Linked DNA regions of Mus musculus: all the other regions are linked to region 2. The links are chromatin contacts, called in public HiChIP or PLAC-seq and promoter capture Hi-C maps. All regions are on one chromosome and are shown on one strand. The core of a region is the stretch at or near the end of the contact, and the rest is flanking DNA. Distances in the headings are between cores, read along the strand shown.

Evidence for each region. HiChIP or PLAC-seq counts read pairs in DNA pulled down with a chosen protein or histone mark. Capture Hi-C pulls out chosen DNA fragments and counts their contacts.
Region 1: an H3K27ac HiChIP or PLAC-seq map of the NIH/3T3 cell line shows a contact between it and region 2, with 5 times the contacts expected there. The contact joins the enhancer-like site here to the promoter of Erap1 in region 2. A contact is called at or near these places in 6 of 39 promoter capture datasets (the 3T3-L1 cell line, 3T3-L1-derived adipocytes, the C10 cell line and 3 more), 12 of 115 datasets of contacts at active chromatin or transcription factors (the 230-238 cell line, the NIH/3T3 cell line, acute myeloid leukemia and 5 more) and 2 of 9 other capture datasets (adipose tissue and pancreatic islet).
Region 3: a contact with region 2 is called in a promoter capture Hi-C map of adipose tissue. The contact joins the promoter of E430024I08Rik here to the promoter of Erap1 in region 2. A contact is called at or near these places in 2 of 115 datasets of contacts at active chromatin or transcription factors (bone marrow-derived macrophages and effector CD8 T cells) and 2 of 9 other capture datasets (adipose tissue and macrophages).

Annotation. Positions count from the first base shown.
Region 1 is chr13:74,820,418-74,825,119 of GRCm38.p6, forward strand. No RefSeq gene overlaps it. Among named protein-coding and RNA genes, the nearest start is that of Cast, 15 kb to the left of the region's middle. Within about 2 kb of position 1,879, at least 46 of the 459 cell types and tissues checked have an H3K27ac peak or open chromatin away from gene starts, as enhancers often do. A contact at or near this core is called in the NIH/3T3 cell line and bone marrow-derived macrophages, where this site is marked.
Region 2 is chr13:74,638,003-74,642,401 of GRCm38.p6, forward strand. It overlaps Erap1 (endoplasmic reticulum aminopeptidase 1), which reads left to right and starts at 1,851. Exons shown (of 19, transcript NM_030711.5): 1 at 1,851-1,891.
Region 3 is chr13:74,460,316-74,464,921 of GRCm38.p6, forward strand. E430024I08Rik (a long non-coding RNA gene) reads right to left here and starts at 3,297. Exons shown (of 8, transcript XR_003950546.1): 1 at 2,894-3,297; 2 at 2,267-2,351.

The sequences.
Region 1 (4,702 bases), core at 629-3,128, 180 kb after region 2:
TTTCCTTAGCTGTCTTTGTGGTAGGTAGTTAATAACATCGTTGACCCAATGCTTTTAAAGCCAGGGTACAACCAGTATATTGTAAAATTTAATGGGTCACTATTGGCAATTTTAATCCCAGTACTTAGGAATCAAACCTCTGTGAATTCAAGGTCAGCTTGATCTATGTATAGATCAATATAACTAAAACAACATAGAAACAAACAAAGAAACAAGTAAATAAAGAGAGAAATAGAGAGGGTGACAGATAACGATGGAAGGAAAACAGACATATAGAATATAAAACTTAAGCATGGCCTGCCATCATCATCATTTTGAGTAATTTATTTCTGTAAGCCAATATTTTCAACGTTGAGTCAATTTCTTTTAAAAGGAAAGAAAAGAAAACCATATTGAATACTTTACCAGAGACACAGGTAGACTTCCTGTTGTATGTTCCAGACTGAAATAAAGCTGAGTCAGAAACTATCACTGTGTATTAAAAGGCATTTTTCATAATCCTTATTTTTATGGTCTTTTTAGAATTTTCCCATTTATATTTGCACATTTGTAGGGCATATTTTACATTAGTATGCTTTTACTTGACAATAAGTAATGAAGATTAGATTTGTTTTATGAAACTTTATGGTGTACTTATTTGAACAAATTATAAGGATTTGCTGCAGGATAGAATCTTTTTTCTTCATGAGGACAATGTAAGAGAAAAGTTAGAACAATCTATCAAGAACTGATTTGCATACTTTATATGTATTTTGGTTATTCTCTGAATGTGTTGGCGCTTTTAGTTCTTAAGTAACTAGCTCAAACGAAAACCAGGAAGATTATTTCAGAGCTATAAAACGCTTCTCACAATCAATGGCTTCTGAGTGCAACTGGCCTTCCATAAAGCAGTGTGGCACAGCAGAGGGCTGTGAGAATGCTTAAGTGCTCCATTCCCACTCCCTTCCCTTTCCTTGGAGGCCTGATGGTTCTTGTTGTAGAGGCTGGGTTCCTGGTCTTCAGTTCCTATAATGAAGCCCAGGTCTGGCTTCCTGCCACAGTTCCTGCCACCTGGAGATGTTTTTCTTTATCTAGTTTTCACTACCCATTGTAGAAAGTAGACCTGTTTGGGTGAGTTCAAAGCAAATGTAAGTTGGGGAAGGAATAGGATGGTGGACAGCTGATTGTCCACTCCAAAATAAATAAATAAATAAATAAATAAATAAATAAATATAAATTAATAAGGAAGGATCTGAGTGAAATTAAGCAGAAATTCAAAATGGTGTCTGTGCAGGCCCATTGTCATCTCTAGAAATTAATGGATATAATACGTTTGTTTTGAATTTGTTCACTTTTATACTTACACATTTATAAAATACATTTTTATTATTATTAAATTGACTTAAAAAAATCAAGATTATTCATGTGACCAAACTGTCTTTGTCTAAAGTGACACTTTTTTCTTAATAAAAAGAACTGTGACATGTAGGCCATTAGAAAGCCTCTCTTCAGCACGTTGTCTTCATGTAATTGTCTTCATGTAGTAATCTGAACCTGACACAGAAAGGAAAAGAAGAAAAAAAAGCAAACCCAAGGACACAGGATAAAAGTCAATGATTGCACACTTGCCTAGCATGTACAAGGTTCTAACCCAGTATCCCAAACAACAATATTTTTTAATAATTTTAAATAAAATAAGTAAAAACTTATACATGTAATATGAAATGATTTGCAAGAAGAATACAGACTACTATAAACACGAGAGAGAAGTGCCATTTGGCAGACACTGAAACACAGTTTTACTCATGATGATTTTATTTTCTGAGTCAGGTCTAACCAGATCTTCTACAGTGCTGTGTTTGGGTGTGGTGTTGGAAGTCTGTGGTGAGTCACACTGATGATCAACCACGGGATTTTTTTCTCTCTCTCTTTACAATGGAGGAATGTGGTTTGTTGAGCATATCACCCACTCTGAAGGCCTTCTGGATATTCTCCAAACAGGCTTGTGTTGGTGTGTGCATGCAATTCCAGCCCTTGGGAGACCGGGAAGATGGAGTTTGAAGTCAGTCTAAGATGCATGAGGGAAATCTGTAAGGAAAAAAAAAAAGCAGGGGGCGGGGGGGGGGGGAGGGAAGAGGAGGGAAGGAGGGACAGGAAGAAGGGGAGAAGATGAGGAGGAAAAGGAAGGGAAGTGGAAGGGAGAGGAAAGGAAGAAGTCTTTGAAAGAAGAAATGAAGGCCAGACACATATAAATATATATACATATATACATATATATGCATACACACACATACACACATATATATATACACCCATATATATAAAATTGAATTTTTGTTGGCAATAGACATATAAAAATTCAGATTATATATGTATGCACATATACAAATATGTATAATATAAATTTTCCTATAATTAATTATGAAAATAGAGAGAGACTTAGATTTAGATTATTTATTTATTTTATATGTGTGAGTGTGTTGCCAGCATCTATGTCTGTGCACTACATGCATACCTGGTACCCAAGGAGGTCAGAACAAGACATTATATGACATGAAGCTGGAGTCATGGATGGTTGTGAAACACCATGTGGGTGCTAGACATTGAACCCAGGTCCTTCCTCTCAGAGAGTAACAATTGCCTTTAATCATTGAGATACCTTTCTAGCCCCAAGATGACAACTTTGTTTTCAGTAGGAGGTAATGAACTGGATATAGATATTAGAAAAAAAAGAAACTATTAATTTTATTTCTGTCATAAAATGATTTGTATGAGTTAATTTCTATGAATCACTTTGACCAAAGAAATTCATCTAATTTTCTTTCTTCCTTCCTTCCTTCCTTCCTTTCTTCCTTCCTTCCTTCCTTCCTTTCTTTCTTTCTTTCTTTCTTTCTTTCTTTCTTTCTTTCTTTCTTTCTTAAACGCGTTGTGACGGCGAATGTGGGGGCGGCTCCCAACATTTCTTTCTTTCTTTCTTTCCTTCCTTCCTTCCTTCCTTCCTTCCTTCCTTCCTTCCTTCCTTCCTTCCTCCTTTCTTTCTTTCTTTCTTTCTTTCTTTCTTTCTTTCTTTCTTTCTTTCTTTCTTTCTTTCTTTCTTTCTTTCTTTCTTTCTTTCTTTCCTCCTCCTCCTCTTTCTTCTTTTCTTCTTCTTCCTTCTTCCTTCTTCCTTCTTTCTTCCTTCTTCCTCCTGCTCCTCCTCCTTCCTTCTCCTCCTCCTTCCTTCTCCTCCTCCTTCCCCTCCCCCTCCCCCTCCTCCCCCTCCTCCTCCTCCTCCTCCTCCTCCTCCTTCTTCTTCTTCTTCTTCTTCTTCTTCTTCTTCATATTATTATTAAATCTTTTTTGACAGTTCAGTCATTATCTCCCTCCTGTTCTGCCCTTTTGCTGTTCCTCATCACATTCCTACTCTCTTCTCTCCAAAACAATGTCCCTACTCCGTTACCCCACCAGGCCTCTCCACTTCCTGGGGCCTCAAGTCTCTTAAAAGTTAGGCGTTTCTTCTCTCACAGAGGCCTTGCCAGGCAGTCCTCTGCTGTATATGTGTCAGGGACCTCATATCAGCTGGTGCATGCTGCCTGGTTGGTGGCTCCTGCTGGGAGATCTCAGGGGTCTGGGGTAGTTGAGACTGCTGGTCTTCCTATGGGGTTGCCCTCCTCAACTTCTTCCAGCTTTTCCCTAATTCAGCCACAGGGTGTCTCCAACTTCAGTTCATTGGTTGGTTGTAAGTGTCTGCATCTGACTCATTCAACTGCTTGTAGGGTCTTTCATGATAGGATCCTTTCTGCATTCCATAGTCTCAGTAATAATGTCAGGCCTTGGGGCCTCCCCTAGAGTTAGATCTCACTTTGGGTCTGTCATTGGACCTCCTTTTCCTTAGGGACCTTTCCATTTTTGTCCCTGCTGTTCTTCTAGACAAGAACAATTCTGGGTTAGAGTGTTTGACTGTGAGATGGCAACTCCATCCTTCACTTGATGCCCTATCTTTCTGCTGGAGGTGGACTCTACAAGTTTTCTCTCTCCACTATAGGGCGTTTCATCTAAGGTCCTTCTTTTTGAGTTCTGAGAGTCTCTTACCTCCCAGGTATCTGGTATATTCTAGAGGGTTCCCTCATCTCCTACCTCTCAAGGTTGCCTGTTTCCATTTTTTCTGCTGGCCCCTACAATACCTTCTCATGTTCCCCCTCTTCCTCCCCTGTCCTCTTTACCACCCAGGACTCTTGTTCTGTCTCCCCTCCTGTGATTGTTTTCTTCTTCCTCCCAAGTGGGATTGAGGCATCCTCACTTGTATCCTTGGGCTTGTTAACCTTGAGTTCTGTGGATTGTATCCTGGGTATTCTGCACTTTTTTGGCTAATATCCACTTATTACTGAGTACATAACATGCATGTCCTTTTGGGGCTGAGTGACCTCACTAAGGATGATATTTTCTAGTTCATTTGCCTCCAAAATGCATGAAGTCATCATTCTAAATAACTGAGTAGTATTCCATTGTGTAAATAAACCACATTTTCCTGTATCCATTCTTTTCATTTACTGATTGGGTTGTTTGGGTTTTTTGGTGGTTAGCCTTTTGAGTTCTTTATACATTTTGAATATTAGCCCTCTATTGGATGTGGAGTTAGTGAAGATTTTTTTCCCCAATCTGTAGGTTACTGATTTGTCCAAGAAATTCATCTAGATTTTTAAAAATTGGAATCAAGATGTTTGCTATGGAAAGAATTAAAATT
Region 2 (4,399 bases), core at 601-3,100:
CTGTTGTCTACCACATACCATCAGCTGATGTTATTCAAGCTCAGAGCTTTATTGCTGCTCAAGTATTTTGTTTTGTTTTGAGACTAGAATTCATGGTGGTTTTCCTCCCCTCCAGGCTGAGATTAGAGGCATATGCTACCCAAAAGACATATGCCACAAGTAGCTGCTAAGAATGCGATTTTTAGGATTGCTTGGCTCAGTTTCTTAAAAGGTGACTGAAAATTACAGGGAGCTGGGTTTTATTTTTAGTACTGTTCCATAGATGCACTATGTATTTTAGTAGTTTAGTTGTTGGTAGGCCACAAGGACACAAAGATTTCAGGATGTAGTGGTTGGTATATACCACAGTACCAACTACTCTGAAGGCTGAAGTAGGTAGCCCATGAATTCAGTCCAGGCTGGACTATATATGATGCTTTATCTCTTGGGGTGGGAGAAAGGATATTATATTATCCACCTTAATCAGGCCTAGTTTATGTTGTGCATAAATGTGCTAGTTTGAATAAGTTTAGCCCTCATAGACTGATGTGTTTCTATGCTTGGCCCATAGGGAGTGGCACTATGAAGAGGTGTGGCCTTGTTAGAGGAAGTCCATCACTGTGGAGTTGGGCTTTGAGCTAACCAATGCTCAAGCTCTGAACAGTGTAGAATCTGAGTATTCTTCTGGCTACATTCGGATCAAATATAACGCTTGGTTCCTCCAGCACAAGTCTGCCTGCACCATTCCATACTTCTCACCATGCTGATAATGGACTAAACCTCTGAAACTGTAACCCAGCCCCCAATTAAATGTTTTCCTTTGTAAGAAAAAAAAATGTCCCTGGTGGTACATAGTTTTTGCAAAAACAAGCATTGAAAACAGTGTTGAGAAATAATGCTCAGAGGCTTGGATGCCAAGTTCTCAAAGGGCAGGACACTGAGAACTAGGCCTAAGCAAACTGGGGAACAGCCAGGATAATATTTGGACAGGAACTAGAATGTGTGTTTGATTACTTCTGTGTAAAACTGGCTTTAAATTTATTTATTTAAATGTAGGAGTGCTGCATGTTCACCTACCTGCCAGAAGAGGGCATCAGATTCCTTTCTAGATGGTCGTGAGCCACCCTATAGTTTCTTGGGAATTGAACAAATGAACTCTGAAAGAGCAGCGGGTTCTTAACCACTAAGCCATCTAACCTTGCCTGGCAGCGGTAGCACACGCCTTTGATCCCGGCTCTCCAGGCGGATCGGCAAGTACGAGGTCAGACTGATCTACAGCTAGGGCTGTTTCAAGACAGCTAGGGCTGCACAGAGAAATCCTGTGTTGAAAAACCAAAAATAAATAAATAAATAGCAATCCTCTGTAGTGTAGTGTCTTTTCCTTATTAGGGGTAGGGAAGTTCTGGGGGCCACCTCTAATCTCCCCCCCCCCCCCCCCAGCATATAAGGTACCTACACTGAACAGAAAATCCCCAGAGCACTCAGAATTTGACTTCCCAGGTTGAATCTTTTGGGGGTGGGGCAGGGCTCTCAGATGAAAACATCTGCATCCAATAGGTGTCCTTCCAAGTTGGCAGGCCAATGCCATTTTGAGCACTACCTTTGCACATTGCTGCATTTCTTCCGTTAGTGAAGTTAGCAAACAAAACAAATACACCACGAGATGTGGAGGAGAAAAAAGTCCACGTTTTGATGGGTGCGCCTCCCTGCCTGGTGCTCTGCCAGTCCTGGAGAATGCATTCCCTATCAGGGTCCCTAACTTTGAGTTCCCGAAGCCCTGGCTAGATCCCTTAGGCTTGCTCTCTTTTAGCGCCTTAGCAGGTTCACTTCACCCTCAGCCCCACGTGCCCTGCCGGTCCACCTTCACTTTCACTTTCGGTCCCGGGCGGCCAGACTGGCGGCTGTGATGAAGGTGAGGAGTCTCGGCCTGGCCCGGTGGAGGACTGGGCCCGCACGGTACAGGGCTGTGGGCAGCTGAGGGTGGGCTCTGGCTAACCGACCCCGGTGGAGGCCCGGGCTCAAGTGCGCAGGACGGGCGCGGAGGATCGGGAGCAGGAGTCTGAGCACGCCGAGGAGCGTGAAGCCCCGGCAGGGCGCTGCTGGCCGGCCCGGCCCGGAGAAAGCCGAGGCTGCCGGGCCGGCGTACTCGCTGGCTCGAGTGAGTCACTGGCAGGAGCTGACCACGAGCCGCCTAGCTGCTGGAGACTGGCCAGCGGTCCATCCCACTAAAGCCTAATGGCGACCAGGGAGGACTGGGCGGACCTAGGGAGCGGCCTGTGGAGAACACCTTGAGAGTATTCCCAGAGAAAGCGAAGAAGCGCTGGGGAGGGCACAGAGTGTCCGGAAGGCTCCCTCTCTTCCGCCTGTACTCCCTGCAAACCGGGCCCCACTCCCAACTCGGTCCCTCTCCCCCTCCCTCTCCCGCTCCCCTCTCCCTCCCCCTCCCGCTCCTGATCACTATCTGGATCCCGCCCCCCAAGGCTACATGAGGCCATTATAGAGAAAGCTTTATTTGAACTTGTTTGAGCAAAATGAGTGCCTTTTCTGTTATGTTGCTAGAATGGTTAATTTCCTAAGAGGAAGGGAAGGACCAAGAGAACACACTTTGTTTAAACTTTTATTGATGGTTCTTTGGGTAACCCGGGTTTGGAAAGACAAACTGTGTTTTCTTTAGAAAGCCAGAATTCCTGTCAGCTCCATATATGGTCAATAATTTAAAACCTTTTTAAAATTGGCCACAGTTGTCAAAGCTCCCACCTCCACCCCTTTCCTGCCATAGGTTTTTTTTTTTTTTTTTTTTTTTTTTTTTTTAGATTTATTTATTATATGTAAGTACACTGTAGCTGTCTTCAGACACACCAGAAGAGGGCATCAGATCTTGTTACGGATGGTTGTGAGCCACCATGTGGTTGCTGGGATTTGAACTCCGGACCTTCAGAAGAGCAGTCTGGTGCTCTTACCCACTGAGCCATCTCACCAGCCCCCTCCACCCCTTTCCTGATCAGATTTGGAAATGTACCTTGAATCAGCAGCTTTTTAAGGTGGCCCCAAGAGGAAAATTCTAGTATATTTACATAGTTTTAATTCTGCATTGAAATACTTTGTTAGAAGTGACGAGCCATTTTCAGTGCATGTTAACAGAAGTTGGATTATCCTGGGGGCTGTTTGAAAGCTTATGTGTTGCTGAGATTGTTTTACATTCAGTCCTAATACAAGTGGGAAATCATCCAAACAATTACCTTTAACTTCCCTGAGGACCATGAGGAGTCAGAATCTCCACATACAGCTTAAATAAGATTTCTAAAATGGCAGCAGACTCTCTGGCTTGAGCTAAGTTAGGTGATAGAGCCTAACTTAACAGAGGATAACTTCAGTTTCATCACATGAAAAAGGAAAGTATTTTACAACGTTCTTAAACTTAAAACAAAGCCTGGAGTGGTATGACATTATTATATCTGTGCTAAGAGTCCTCCTAGAAATTTTATTTGGGAGTCTTCTTTCAGACATCAAAGTTTTACATGTTAATAAATGAACCCACAATTCTTTCTTCCTTTTCAAGTTATTGTGTTCCAGGTACCACTGAGACACCAGTTCCATTCAGGTATGGTTGGTTTATTGAACGAACACTCCAAGACTGATTTTACTAAAGGATTCAGTGAGGAGTCAGGATCCAGAACTGTGACTTCAGACAGTCCCCAGAAGCAGTTTTTATATGGGAAAAAACAAACAGGCGCATTTACAACCTTTGCAACGTTTAGGCTATCTAGCCTAGGGGATCTCTAAAGTCCATGAGGTTCCTGACACAGCACAATAACAAATTGGTTTTACCAGGGCAAGGAACAATAATAGGTCAAGTTAAGGTTAAGAGCTACAAAATGAAGGTTGAGGTAATATAGCAGAGCTATTGTCAAGTTCTAATATTTAACAATTGTACTTCTAGGCTTTTCTAGTTCAATAAAAGACACTGATCCCTATTTGATATTCATTCTAGACATTCTTGTAGTCTTTCTTAATAACTGTTCTCTCTCCTACCCCAACTTCTAGCTCATCCTAAATACAGAGTAGTCCCACTCCCTTGCAAACTTATCCCTAGGCTTCCTGCTTTTTGCTTTCAATTCTTTATTGTAATACCAGAGCTAAACATACTAGAACATGACCTAAGATTGGTTAGGATTAGCCAAAGAATTTTAACAGTGAAATACCTCTCACTGCACTGGGTTTTATCAAGCCCCTCTCATGTAGGTGCTGTGTGGGAATCTAAAGACCATTGCATTATTGCTTTCCAGCAGTCTCCAGTGCAAAAGTATAGGAATAAATGCACTAATGAGAGCATTATGAAGCAGGGCTAGGAAAATGCCATGAGGGGGACACAGAAAGTACTGGGAAAGGTCAAAGAAGTGTTTTCTTGTGTCTGGAATAT
Region 3 (4,606 bases), core at 2,047-4,546, 180 kb before region 2:
GCCCTAATACAAAGGGTGATTCTTCAGTGACAGGGCCCAAAGTCCAAGAGCCTAGAGGATGAAAAAGCCAAAAAGTAGAAGGTAGAATGTATAAAAGTGGGCTGGAGAGATGGCTTAGCAGTTAAGAGTGCCAAGTGCTCTTCCAGGGGTCCTGCATTCAATTCCCAGCAACCACATGGTGGCTCACAACCATCTGTAATGGGATCTGATGCCCTCTTCTGTTTGTTGTTTCTGAAGAGAGCAATCAAATACACATATTATATATATATATATATATAAAACAAAAAAGAATGAATAAAAGTTGTGGTGGAGAGGTGTTGCAAAAGCCATGTCTTGTGCTAAGTAAAGCTCTTAAGAATAGCAGCTTGTATTCTACTTACAGAGGGAAGATGGAAATCAATGGGAGACTTGTAAGAAGACCTCACCTTCCTCTAAGAAGGTGCATAAGGAGGTTACCCCATATCTCAAGAACATTACTCCTGGGCAGTGTTTGAGTACGCTTTAATCCCAGCACTCAGGAGGTAGAGGCAGGCAGATTTCTGAGTTCAAGGCCAGTATGGTCTACAGAGTGAGTTCTAGGACAGCCAGGGCAACACAGAGAAACCTTGTCTCAAAACACCAGAAAAAAAAAGAAAAAAAAAAAGAAAAAGAAAAGAAAAAAAAAGTTGCGTTCTGAGGATATAAATTGTCATGAAGGCCTTGGCCCCAGGAAATTACCATCTCGCCCAAGGACTTTCCAAGCTTTAGAAAGGGAGATCTATTTAATTCTCAATACATTGTAGCCACAAAAAAAGCTCCCAAGGCCTAGGCTCCAGTCCATTATTGGCTCTGCAAATATGTTCCTGGGTTTGAGAAGGAGTTATATCACTCTTTATACATGAGAACTTTAGGGAAAGATTACTTGATAAGGGTAGCCCTCCATACAACAGTCTCAGTCTCTCCATCTCTCTCTGTTTATTTATTTACATTCTAACTGTGGCCCATGATCTGGTTCCCTCCCAAGGTTCTTTACCCTCCTCCCCCTTCCCTTTGCCTTTGAGACCTTGCCCCATCACCCCATCTCCACTCCTCTCACCCACTCCTCACCTTCCTCATTCTTCTTCCCGGGGGAATCAAGTCTACAAGATTAGGTGTATAGTCTCCTATTCGGTACAGACAATGCAGTCCTCTGCTACATATGTTCCTGGGACCATGGACCAGCCCATGTATTCTCTTTGGTTGATGGCTTCGTCTCTGTGAGCTCCCAGGGGTCTAGGTTACATGATACTATTGGTCTTCTTAAGGGACTGGTATACCATACAGCTCCTTCAATCCTTCCCCTAACTCTTCCATAGGGTCCCTGACTGGAGTCCATTGGTTGGCTGTAAGTATCTGCATCTGTCTCAGTTACTGGTAGAGCCTCTCAGAGGACAGCCATGCTCAGCTCCTGTCTGCAAGCACATAGGTGTTTTTCCTTCTCAAATGGATGTCAACCAGTGTAATTTTTCCATGTGGCAGAACTATGCTTTTCTCAATTAGAAAACGGGAGCTTTAGGCACACCAGGCATTAATGTTGGTTGTGACTCTGTAATGATGGATTGAGCAGCTTGTTACAGACCTGCTTTTTGCTTTGAGCATGTGCCAAGTGGCTGGTTGTACATCACAGTTGTCTCTCCTTTGTTATAGTTTGGAGCCAGCTGTGTAGACAAACCTGGGGAGCAAACATGTGAATCCTAGCATCCTAGTCTCTAACCGGCCTGCTTAGCATACTAACCTGTGGGGTGTTTTTGACACAGTCCTCCATCAGCTAAATGCTACTTACTGTCACTATTTCTTAAGCTTGGTAAACCATTTAAATCATCAATTCTACTCTTCTACATCTCAGCTTAGTATGGGAGTGCTACCCAACACATGAGATGCCTTTTAACAGCTCCACAAAATTAACTACAAATGGATCTTATACTTAATAGGTAAATGCTGGGGGCAAAACTTATAGAAGATTCAAGAGAAACTAGGGCTCTCCAAGTTTGGCATCCTGCCCGTGAAATTTCTACAAGCAAGCCCCTAATCCTAATGTTTTGAGCTGATTCAGCCCTGATACTGATGTTATTCAGAGTTCACCGCCTGTTTTAGCAAGTGAGGAGCATCACAAAGGACCGCACAATTGGCCACATCTGGTTACATCTGGCTGAGGCTTCCCATACAGCCCCAGAGAGGACACACCACCTCAGCTCCCACTGCTCAGCCACCTGCCCCTACCCATTATAGACAGTAACCATGCGCTTACCATGTTTCAAAAACGGAGCTTACTTGAGGTCCACTCACAGCACCCAACAGCAGCGCTCAAAGCAAGACACAGAGACGGTTCAATCCTGTAGAGCAAAAACAAACTTCCAGCAAGGCATCCGGAAGACCCCGCCTCATTGTCTGACTGGCAGTTCGCCCTGGAATCCTTGATTGGCCAGCGAGTCTTACCCCGCCTCTAGATTAAAGTGTGCTTCCTGTCCCGGTCCAGTCCTTTTACAGATCTCGGGAGTGGTTTGCATTCGGGTGGCATTTGTGCCTATCCTCCTAGAGCCTCCTCTATCTGTGGTCCCAGGCCGACTTTGAGGAGGATCCACCATTGCAGCTCCGGCTGTTCATCCGCCTGCTCCTCCCCTTTGTGGGCAGTGATCTCGCACTCACCATGTCTCAACTTCGGAGCTCGCTTAAGGTCCCCAATGGCACCCAACAGCATTACTCAAAGCAGGACGGAAAGGACTATTCACTCCTGCATTCCAAAACGAACGTGCAGCAAGCCACCCGGAAGAACCCTCCTCATTGTCTGACTGGCAGATCCGCCTGGGGCCCTAGATTGCCCAATGAGTCTTACCCCTCCTCAAGGTTAAATAGAGCTTCCAGTCTTGGGTCAGACCTTTTCCAGATCTCTGGTCTGACTTGCTCTCCATTAGCATTTGTGTCTATCCTCCGAGCGGTGGGAGTGGAGACAGCATTTCAGCTCAGGCTGTTCAGCCGCCTGCTCCTTCCCGTTGTAGCAGTGGTCCTGCACTCACCATGACCTACTTCCTGGCTTGCTTGAGCTTTCCTCACAGCACTTCCCCTTCTTCCTGAAATCAAGGTCGCTAGCCTTTTACTAAACTGGGAGTGGAGTTATCAATCTGGCTCACCAGTGGAAGGATGCCCAGGATAATAACACTAAAGAGGATTTTAGGATACAAGAGTTTTGTTTTGTAGCTTGATGCTGGACCAGGGGAAATGCAGGTCCTTTTCACCAAAGAGGTATGAAACAACCTTGGGAGAAAACCAGGAAAGAGATGACAAACAGTGTAGAGCACTGTTGTTAGCCAGCGCATCTTCCTCAGTGGCAGGGTGGAGACAAACCACAGTTGTATTAGTACAGATAATCGTACCTCATCTCATAGGACGAATTTCTTTATGTATGTAGAAAGGGGATTAATAGAATGTCTCACAGACAGTGGTCCTCCTAGTCCAATAATGGCTTAGCACATTCATTGCCAAGGGAAAGAAGAAAAATCAAGGACTTGTTGAGTTCACATTGCTTGATATCTCAGCGGATCTTGAGAACTTACCAGAATTCTGAAGAAATACGTACTTACTAATGCCAGTTTAAAAACAAAACAAAATGAATGAATGAACAAACAAAACACCTTGCTAAAAAATGTAGGGAAAGAAGTAGACAATTTGAAAGAACTTCCCTGTTTAAGGTCCTTTATGTATGTAGGTTTCAGAAAGAATGTGTAGCCTGGATTAAAGGTGGATCTTAAACTCTCAAAAGACCAAGATATAGCAAGGGTTTCTCACTTCAAAAGGAATAATTAAGAAAACTCCCTTACAGGATGCAGGGTTAGAGTTAGGGGATTAGAGGGTTAGGATTAAGATAAAGAGTGTTTAGATTAGGGTTAGTGTGGTTAGGGTTACAGGTTTAGGGTTAGGCTCAGGGTTAGCACAAAGATTTTGCTGTGCTATGTGAAATCAGCTCCTGTCTCTTCTCTCATCTGCCTTCCCAGTCCTCTTTTTCATACTATCAGCATCTTCCTTCCTGCCCCAAAGAAAGTCATAAGGGGGCTATGCAAGAACCCGGAATTCCCTGATGGGAAATAGGTTTACTTTACTCAGGGGCCCAGTTCTCATACAACAGAAAACCACTATTTCTTCAGTTGTTGTTTTAAATTTCACCTAGGGAATCCTCTTAAAATGTAAGCAATCATGGGGCTTGGTGTCTTTTTTTGATAATGATATAAAGCATAGACCATTTAATTTTACCAGGTCTTTAGGTAATATAACCACATGGTTCAAGATCAAATGGTAGGCACCATTATTCTTGATGGTCCCACCGAGTCAATAGTATCCCTATTACACAAAGAAGAAATATCAGACTTACAAAGTATTCGTTTTGCATCTTAATGTTTTGTTTTGTTCTGATTCTAGTAACTTCTACCTTACAGATTTAATGGCTCCTCAAAAGAACCTAAAAGTTTTCCCATCCACATACCTCCAAAAGTGGCATACTAACAAAGGATACAATGACTTTGATATTCACAGATCCCAACAGACAAGTATAAGTTACTAAGTGCTAGTAAGGCATTTTTTTAAGATTTTTTTTTAA